Linked DNA regions of Gossypium hirsutum: all the other regions are linked to region 1. Evidence: chromatin contacts called from public Hi-C data. All regions are on one chromosome and are shown on one strand. Each heading gives the region's core, a stretch centred on a gene start, on an enhancer-like site or on the middle of the called end of the contact. The rest is flanking DNA. Distances are from core to core; before and after follow the strand shown.

Region 1 (3,010 bases), core at 188-2,687:
TTAGGTTTCTTTTTCATTCAGTAGCTAATTTGTTTTGCTTCTTTTGTTTATGGGTGGGTTTGGATGGGCGATTGGGTGTGGTGCGGTGCGGTGCGTTTACTTTTTGTCTCACGCTACAGTATCACTACAGTATCTAATCTCACCGCCATCGCTGTTTTTATACTAACCGCAGGTAAGCGCACCGCCCATCCAAACTCACCCTATGTCTCAATTTGACAATTTCTTCTCAATCAAGAATGACCCAAAACATATTTAAATGATTGGATCTTTGTTGTTCTTTTGATTTCATTTGACTTTAATCATTATTCTTTCAATTTTGTTCTAACCTATTGTTTTCTCTTAATTGAGAGTCTTGACTTGATCTAAATTCATCAAGAACAAACCGACTAATTTTTCAATTCGGCTTACTTGTTCTTTCTTACTTAATCATTAAGTTTTTATTTGTTGCCCTTTTATTTTACTTAGATCTAAATAGGTTAAATTCCAATTTTCCACATTTGTCTAGAACTTAGATAAACTTGCAATCCTGTTCTGTATGCGTTTCTATCATCAATAGTTAAAAACTGATTTTTCTGTGACCAAAGTAAAAACGATTTAAAAATCAAGTGACCAAACGGAATCACCTAGTTTTATGACTGGGATAGTTACCCCTTCTTTTTCAAGTAAGAAAAGCGTAATGAGGTTAGAATGAGGAGGATGCTTAAAAGTAGACAATGAAAGTAAAATGACCATCCGGTAGTTTTTCCTTGTCTTTCCAAAAGGTAAAGTGGACCCCCAACAAAAGGCTGCCACACCAATCCATTGAAATCAGACTCACAGGAAAAAGCAATCAGAAAAGAAAAAAAGAGAGATGCTAATTGGAATCCATATGAATAATCTTCTTCCTCGAAGGATTTGAGAAAAAGCAACCTGAATCCCACTACTAAGAGAAAAATGTGTGAATCTCTTCTCTGTTCATCAAAGGAGAAACCCAAAATCTATAGCTTTTTAAAGCTGATATGAAATCTGGGTATCAACCCATTTGTGCTAATATTAACCCAGAAAACAATAAATGCAAAGAAGAATAAGATGAAAGGAAATACCTTGCGAGCATATGCATGTGCAAGAATTGCACCCCAACCTTCGTGGCTGTAACTCAACTGAACGATGGAAGATCCAAAGAGGACGAAGAGAGGTCTGCCTGGACCAATCATGTTTGATGTTCTAATTTTTCTTTTGTTTTGAAGGCTTTCTCTCGCTCTTGGTGTGTGTTGTTTCAGACAAAAGTAGTGACATCTACGTGATAATGTTTTTCTATTACTTTGTATATTTTCACTTCAATGGAGGGGGTTTTTGGGTTAATATAATATTTGATATCATATTTTTATAAAAAAAATTTATTTTTTTTAATTTAGTTAAATTCAAATATCAAATTGAACCTATAAATTTAAAAAATGTGTCGAGTATTAAATTGGACCAAAATAATTAAATATCGAAAAAGTGTTAAATTTAGTTATTAAATATTATATTTTGGAATGGTTGATAGGCTGCCGTCAGTTCCTTTAACCATTTACGATGAAAAGTGAAAGGAGGGGTCAGTTTCATTGGCCTAAATTCTCTGTTTTTAAGATAAACCTTTTATTTCGGTATTCTTTTTTATTTATTTTATAAATTACTTTAAATAAGGATATACGTAGGATAATAAAACTCAAGTAATTTCAAATTTATTTACCGATACAAATTAAAGTGGATTTTTTTGAACAATAATTATGAAATGGTTGTGGTAGTCTTTCTACCTCACTTACTATATAAAATCTCTATCTTTTATAAATATATATAAATATAAAAATGCATTATAAAAAAAAGCTTTTATATTTTATGTTTAAATATTTTTTTTAATATTATTAAACATGCGTATTTAATTATTTATATTTAGTCATATAATAAATTATTAATATAATTAATATAATTTATTATTTTTAATAAATTATTTAATATTTAAATTTTATTTTAATAGTAAATTTTAAAAATAATAATTTTAAATAATATTGTTCACATATTATTGAAAATATCAATATTAATATTTTAATACTAAATATTTATTACAATTATAAATATATTAATAATAAATGTTTTGTAATATAAATGTTAAAATATGTCATAAGTCTATATACTCTTCACAAATTTGTAATTTAGTTTCTGTACTTTTATTTTCAAGAATTTAGTCACTCTACTTTTCAGATTTGAAAATTAAGTCCAACTGCTGACATTATTGATTTTTTTTTTGTCAATTTTGTTAAAGTCACATTTTTAAATAAATAAAAAAATACTCAGTTGGTAGTCATGTAACTAAAAAATAATTGTTGCAATGAACCTAAATTTAACAAAATATTTTTAATATATGTAAAAACAATGTAAAATATAAAATTACAGATATAAAAGAAACTCAATTAAACAATGAAAAAATAAAAAAAATCTCAAATGTATGTTTGTTTAATTGAAAACGACTTTTATGAAATGTTTTTAAAGAACCTGCCAAACAAAAAAAATATTTTATATAAATTCATCCAAACACCAGAAAATATTAACTTTTCCAGAATAGTAAGTCATTTTCTAGAAATCATATTCCGGAAGCCATTTTCAATGAAACAAACGGAGCCTAAATTTATTTGTTAGGAAAAAAAAGTGAGAACGAAAAAAAATGAGGGAAAAAGAAAACTTGTTGAACTAATTTCATAATTATTCCTATGCACAATACTAACATCTCTTCCGAGTTTTGTAGGTACCACCAACTGAGGCACCCCTTTCATGAACGAATATGGCTTTTCGCGAAGGATGGGAACAAAACCCCGACGAACGAAATTTCGAAAAACTCTCTCGAACGAGCCGACTCACCCTCAACAAGTTATGATCTCTTAAAATATTTTTGAAAAACATAATTTATTATTTGATTGAATTGAATTCTCCACTATTATTTAAAGTAAGGGGCTTTTATTATTTTTGTAGAAAGGAATTTATTTTTTTACTCGGT
Region 2 (3,010 bases), core at 380-2,879, 240 kb after region 1:
TTCTCCCTCTGTTTTCATATCTTTCCCATTTCTTTTAACATATTAGGAAGTCGAATTGGCAGTGAAAAAAGAAGTAGGAAATCAACTATCATCATTTGCCTATAACCAAAACCCTATAACCAAAACCCATAAACTCATACCATGCTTCTTTCTTCACTACCAATTCGACTTCCAGGTATGTTAAAAGAAATAAAGAATGTAGGAAAACAGAGGGAGAAGCAGAAGAGAATGAAAAATAAAGAAAATAAAGAATGAAAGTTAAAAGAACATAAAAGAATTAAATTGCTCAAAATGAAAAATTATGGGGACCAATTGTATAATTTAACCTAAAGTTTTTGTTTGAAATGATAATTTAACGTGCCACGTCAGCTTACTATTACACCATTAACGACAATTAACGGCTCAGTGACTAAAATGTTACAACACAATAACGTAAGTGACTAAAACGTAACATTTCAAATATAAGTGACTGAAATGTAACCTAAGGTAAATAAAAGTGACCATGGGTGTAGTTTACCCATGATTAAATGCATTGCTCATCAAAGAAAAATATAAAAGAAACATTTGGAAATGGTCCTAATTTCCAAAGAATGGGCATCAAATGCAGTTTGAGTGGTTAGTTGGGCCCGCTCAACAACAAAACCAAAATGCATGGCAGCCACCGGCGCCTCTCGATTCACGAGGCTCGCTGTCCTGCGTCTCCCTAATTTAAATCATGGCCGTTGGATTGCCAATCGTTTGTTCATCTCGAGATTGCCCGAGTTTAATAACTCAGCATTTTTTGAATTTTAAGTTGAGAGGAAAGTATCCGCTACCTTGCGGAGGTTTTTACCTCTTTTTATTTATTTATTTAGTGTTGGTTTTAGTCAATCCTCCACCATGTGCCATGCTGCTGCCTCAAGAATGTTCTATTCAAATGATTCGTAATTCGACTTCTTTCTATCACATAATTACTTAAATTGCCACTCCGCCATCTTTAAATTATATATTAGTTCGAACATATCTAAAATACACAAATAAAATTTTAAATATATTTTTATTTATCTTATGACAAATTACAAAAACAACCTAATAATAAATTCTAAATCGTATTAACAAAAATGGGCAATCATAGCTTTTTAATAAAAATGCAACTCATTAGGTGAAGTAATATGATATAAAGTCTACATTCATTATCACTAATCCTACTTAATCTTAAAATAGAAAAAAAGTTTATCCTAACTACAATTAAAATGAAGGTAACAAAAACCCTTTTTCTAATTCAACCAGTTTTTATATATATTATTATTCACTAAAAATTTACTCCAAGAGTGAGTTTAGATGAATGGTGCGTTTAGTTACAATTAATGTAAAAGCAACGATAGTAATAAAATTAGATACGAAGATAAAATAAAAAATAAGTTTAGACACACTTCACTACCATCCAAACCCACCTTAAATCTAAAAAAAACACCTTTTATCTTTTACCCCGAAAATCTGGAACAAAGTAGAAAGAATTTATTTTGTCTTAAATAGAAAGAAATTTTAGATTTTTAGTACAAGAAAAATGGCATTATAGTGATTATCTCTATAATTAAGGGTAATTTATATAAACATCTAACAATGGCTAAACACCCTCCTTCAAATTTTCAAATTTCTTCTGAGCTAAAACCCAGACAAGCACCTGTTGGTTGTCAGATCATTCACTAAAATAAAATTTAAAAAAATAACAAAAGAAATAATATTTTTTTCTTTAAAAATTAAACATTTCCCTCTTTCACACGGAAATGACGTTGTAATACTACTAAGTTCCTCCTTCGTTGAACCAACTTTCTTTTTTTTTTTTTGGAATTTGGAGTTCAGGTTTGGATCTAAGAAGAAAGGATTTGGTGGTGATTTTTATGGTGTCTTTGATCAGTTTTTAGAGACCGATAATGGTGATGAAGGAGAGAGACGAAGAACTAGCTTTGTTCCTGGAAATGCGGAGACGAGAGAAGGAGAAAGAGAAAAGCAACAATCTTCTCTCCGTTCACAAATCTGAACAACAACTCAATGTTCCTTTTGGTAAACTAAATGATTTTAACTTCATTTTGAGGTTCTTCCTTGTGGAACACTACTTTATTTTTTTGAAGTGGTTGTATGTTTGTTGACTGTTGACTAAAGTGATGTTCTTGGATTTGAAATAGGATCTAACGTAACCGTAAACGGAAACGGAAACGTCGGTGGCGGAGGTTCTCCGGTATCGAAGATCTTCTCGGCCTTGCCTGTACGAAAGACTGCAGCAGATAATTTTTTGAATTCGGAGAACGAAAAGTCTGATTATGATTGGTAAATGCTAAAGATATCTTATATCTCTCTAGCTGCTTTGGTTGATTTTAACCTTAAAATTTACGATCGATCTCTGCTTAGAGCAGTAAGATGTTTATTATGGAGCTCTAGGTTTTGGGTAATTGAATCTACGTGCTTATCAAATATCCTTTCTTGCTTTTTTTAACCAAAAGAAAGAATATGAAGTTTGTATTAAGCAATAATTTGAATTTTATCTTAAAGCTTCCTTTTAAGGGGGAAAGGTATGGGTACCAATTAAGCCATAAAGAGAAGTACTTGACATCATTCTAAATCTTTAAAAGAAAGCATTCATTTGCTTTTTGTAAAATTTGGATTTTGACATGAAAAAGGTTTTTTAAATGGAGAATTAAAATTTATTATTTGATTTTATTTTATAGTCTCCATATCAATCATACATCAGGTAGTAAGTTGTGAGAGTGCAAAGATTAGATATGGTAATTATCCCAAAATCCAGTGGCTGAAGTTTTTAGGTGAAGGATGTGGCCTAATGTTAAATTTGTTGTTTCCGCAATGCTAATAACTTTATTGGCATCCATATGATCTATTCCCTCTTTCAAATTTGCTTTTACCTTTTGGCAACAGAATTTGTTTAAGATATTCTTCCCAGAAAAAGAAACAGACATTTCAAAACTTGATAATTATATTTTAATGCTTTGACAGTTTACATTTCCTTATGGTTACC
Region 3 (3,010 bases), core at 381-2,880, 150 kb before region 1:
TTATTATTGATATTATTTATATATTTCTATTTATATTTATGTAACAAGTTTAAAGATATTTTGGTTTTCCCATATATTTTTATTTATTTACTTATATTTTTTTATGATTTTTAAATTTTAGATTAATTCATTATTTTGTTAATAATGTTATTATTATTTACTTATTATTATTGTTTATTTTAGCTACAAACTTTGATGTATATATACGTATATTTTTTATTTGTTAGAAATATATATATTTTTTATGCTATTCATTTTTACGTGTATATATATATATGTATATATGTCCATATAGTTTAATTCACATACAAATATATATGTGTATATATATACTTATTTTTTTAACTTATATACATGTCTGTACATATCTATGTACATATTTTTAACTTTCATAAATATATATGCATGCTTGAATATATACACATATCTTATCATTTTTATATCTATACATATATAGATTTTTGCTTCTACAGTTTTATTTTTGTGTTGTTATTATTGCTTTATCTTATATTTATTTATGTGTTCATCATTATTTTTATAAAATGTTAGCGCTAGTTGTCTATTATTTCATGTATAATTGTTGTCATCTTTTATTTATTTATTTATCATTTTTTTGTGATTATTCGTGTTATGTTTACATCGTCGTATTTATTATTTTTTTGATACCCATATTAACATTGTGTTTTACGATTTTTGAATAAATAAATTTTGTGTTTAGATTTGGGAAGGTCGTACCCTAATTTACTGGTTTAGATTTTCACAATAAATCTAAATACGTGAATTTTTTAAACTCAAGTTTTAAATGATCTCGGGAATTAAGAAAAGATCGTGTCCTAACTTACTAGGCATGATCTCTTTTCTAAACCCGAGATAATTACATATCTTTTAAATAAGTAAATTTTAGCATTTTTTATTCACGTATCGGGAATTCGAGACATTGTGTCCTAACTTACTGGATATGATTCTTTTTCTCGAATAACGTGAAACATGCTTCTTTTCCCAAAAATTTTTATTTTAATACAAGGATCGTATTTTTAAATTTTTCAAGTTCTTAATTTTCAACACTAAGACATTAAGTAATCAACTAGGTACCAATTTTGGGCGCTACGAGGGTGCTAATCCTTCATCGTACGTAACTGACTTCCGAACCCCTTTTTTTGAATTTCGTGGACCAAATTCGTTGTTTTAATAAAATTAAATTGTTTATTAAAAATAACCACTTATCAATGTGATCCGATTACACCTCATCAAAAAAGATCGGTGGCGACTCCCGTTTTTTCATTTTTATTTTCAAAATCCAAGTCGACTCCTTTTTTCATCCAAAAAAATGATGTCAACACTTGGTAATGCCATTCGGTCTTACAAACGCATCCTCTGCCTTTCAAGAACTGATGAACGAAATTTTCTAACCAATTCTCCGACAATTTGTTCTTGTCTTTTTCGACGACATACTGATCTATAGCGCAACGTGGGCCTTGTATTTGGACCCTCTTTGACAGGTTCTTCAGCTCTTGCGTTCTCACCATTTGGTAGCAAAATAGTCCAAATATTTATTTGGACAAGAATATGTGGGCTACTTGGGCCATATCATTTCAGTCGAGGGTGTTGAGGTTGACCCAGACAAAATTCAGGCCATTGTCAATTTGCTCACACTGACAACAATCAAAGACATTCACGTATTTTTGGCCTTGGCTGGGTATTACCGACTTTTTATTCGCAAGTATGCAACAATAGTTGGCCCATTAACTGATTTACTTAAAAATGACTCTTTTAAGTGGACACCGACAACAAGCCTAGCCTTTTCTAAATTACAGAAACTATTGGCATCAGCCCTTATACTCTTAACTTCCAAAATTTTCTAAGCCCTTCACAATCGAAACTGATGCTTCAGGTATCGACATTGGCGCCATTCTGTCTCAAGATGGCCATCCCATTGCATTTTTCAGTCAAAAACTTTCTCCTCACCTGTAAGCCGCATCCACTTATAATCAAGAGATGTATGCTATTACCCAAGCCATCGCACAATGGCAGCAATATTTATTGGGTCACCGATTCGTTATCGTTACAGATCAACAGCCCTTAAAAAGCCTCACGAAGTATATCATCCAGACACCCGACCAACAAAAATGGGTTGGCAAACTATCGGGATATGATTTTGAGATCGTCTATCGTCCAGGCAAGCTTAACCATGCCGCAAATACCCTTTCACGACCTCTAGTAGCTTCCTTGTTTGCTATTATAGGTCCGGAGTTCGCCATCATTGTGCAATACGTGAGGCCAATAAAGCTCACTCTGAGTTATTAACTTGGCATGCTCAACTTCGTGCCCATCCTGAATCCCTTTTGGGTTATATGAATCGCGACGGTCTCTTATATTTTCACGACTGCCTTATCATTTCGTCTGATTCCCCCCTTCGGCACCAATTCATAAGCGAGTTTCATTCTACTCTGATAGGTGGACATGCAAGAATCACTCGAACATTCCATCGACTTTCTTCAATTTTTTTCTGGAAAGGAATGTGTGGTGATGTTCACTAATTTGTCTCCGAATGTTCTATCAGTGAACAAATGAAAGACTCATCCTTGCACCTTGCTGGCTTACTTCAACCTCTGCCAATTCCAACTTTGGTGTTCGAAGACATCTCTATGGATTTTATTACCAGGTTACCACCTTCACGAGGGAAAGCTACTATCATGGTGGTCGTAGATCGTCTCTCCAAATATGGACATTTCTTAGCCCTTCCTAATGATTTTTTGAGTCTCACGATTGCATCGACCTTTTTTACGAACATTATCCGTCTTCATGGCATTCCCCGCACAATAGTCACGGATCGACATCCTCATTTTATTCTATATTTCTAGAAGAAAATTCGTCGTCTACATGACACCATTCTCGCAATGAGTACCCCTTATCACCCTCAAACCGATGGCCAGACAGAGGTCCTTACCAAATGTCTTGAAATGTACCTCCGTTGCTTCACAGGAAATACTCCCTACAACTAGGTTGCGAT

The links. A called contact is a pair of places that touch in the nucleus more often than the background predicts.
Region 2: a Hi-C map of leaf shows a contact between it and region 1, with 2.4 times the contacts expected there. The contact joins the promoter of LOC107899527 here to the promoter of LOC107899533 in region 1. A contact is called at or near these places in 4 of 34 Hi-C or Micro-C datasets (callus and leaf).
Region 3: a Hi-C map of leaf shows a contact between it and region 1, with 2.3 times the contacts expected there. The contact joins the enhancer-like site here to the promoter of LOC107899533 in region 1. A contact is called at or near these places in 3 of 34 Hi-C or Micro-C datasets (all in leaf).

Annotation. Positions count from the first base shown.
Region 1 is chrD04:48,176,130-48,179,139 of Gossypium_hirsutum_v2.1, reverse strand. It overlaps LOC107899533 (GDSL esterase/lipase CPRD49), which reads right to left and starts at 1,437. Exons shown (of 5, transcript XM_016825277.2): 1 at 1,083-1,437. The coding sequence starts at 1,193.
Region 2 is chrD04:47,938,486-47,941,495 of Gossypium_hirsutum_v2.1, reverse strand. It overlaps LOC107899527 (putative GPI-anchored protein pfl2), which reads left to right and starts at 1,629. Exons shown (of 5, transcript XM_016825268.2): 1 at 1,629-2,043; 2 at 2,166-2,307. The coding sequence starts at 1,914.
Region 3 is chrD04:48,330,066-48,333,075 of Gossypium_hirsutum_v2.1, reverse strand. No RefSeq gene overlaps it. Among protein-coding and RNA genes, the nearest start is that of LOC107899538, 17 kb to the left of the region's middle. Within about 2 kb of position 1,630, at least 3 of the 9 cell types and tissues checked have an H3K27ac peak or open chromatin away from gene starts, as enhancers often do. A contact at or near this core is called in leaf, where this site is marked.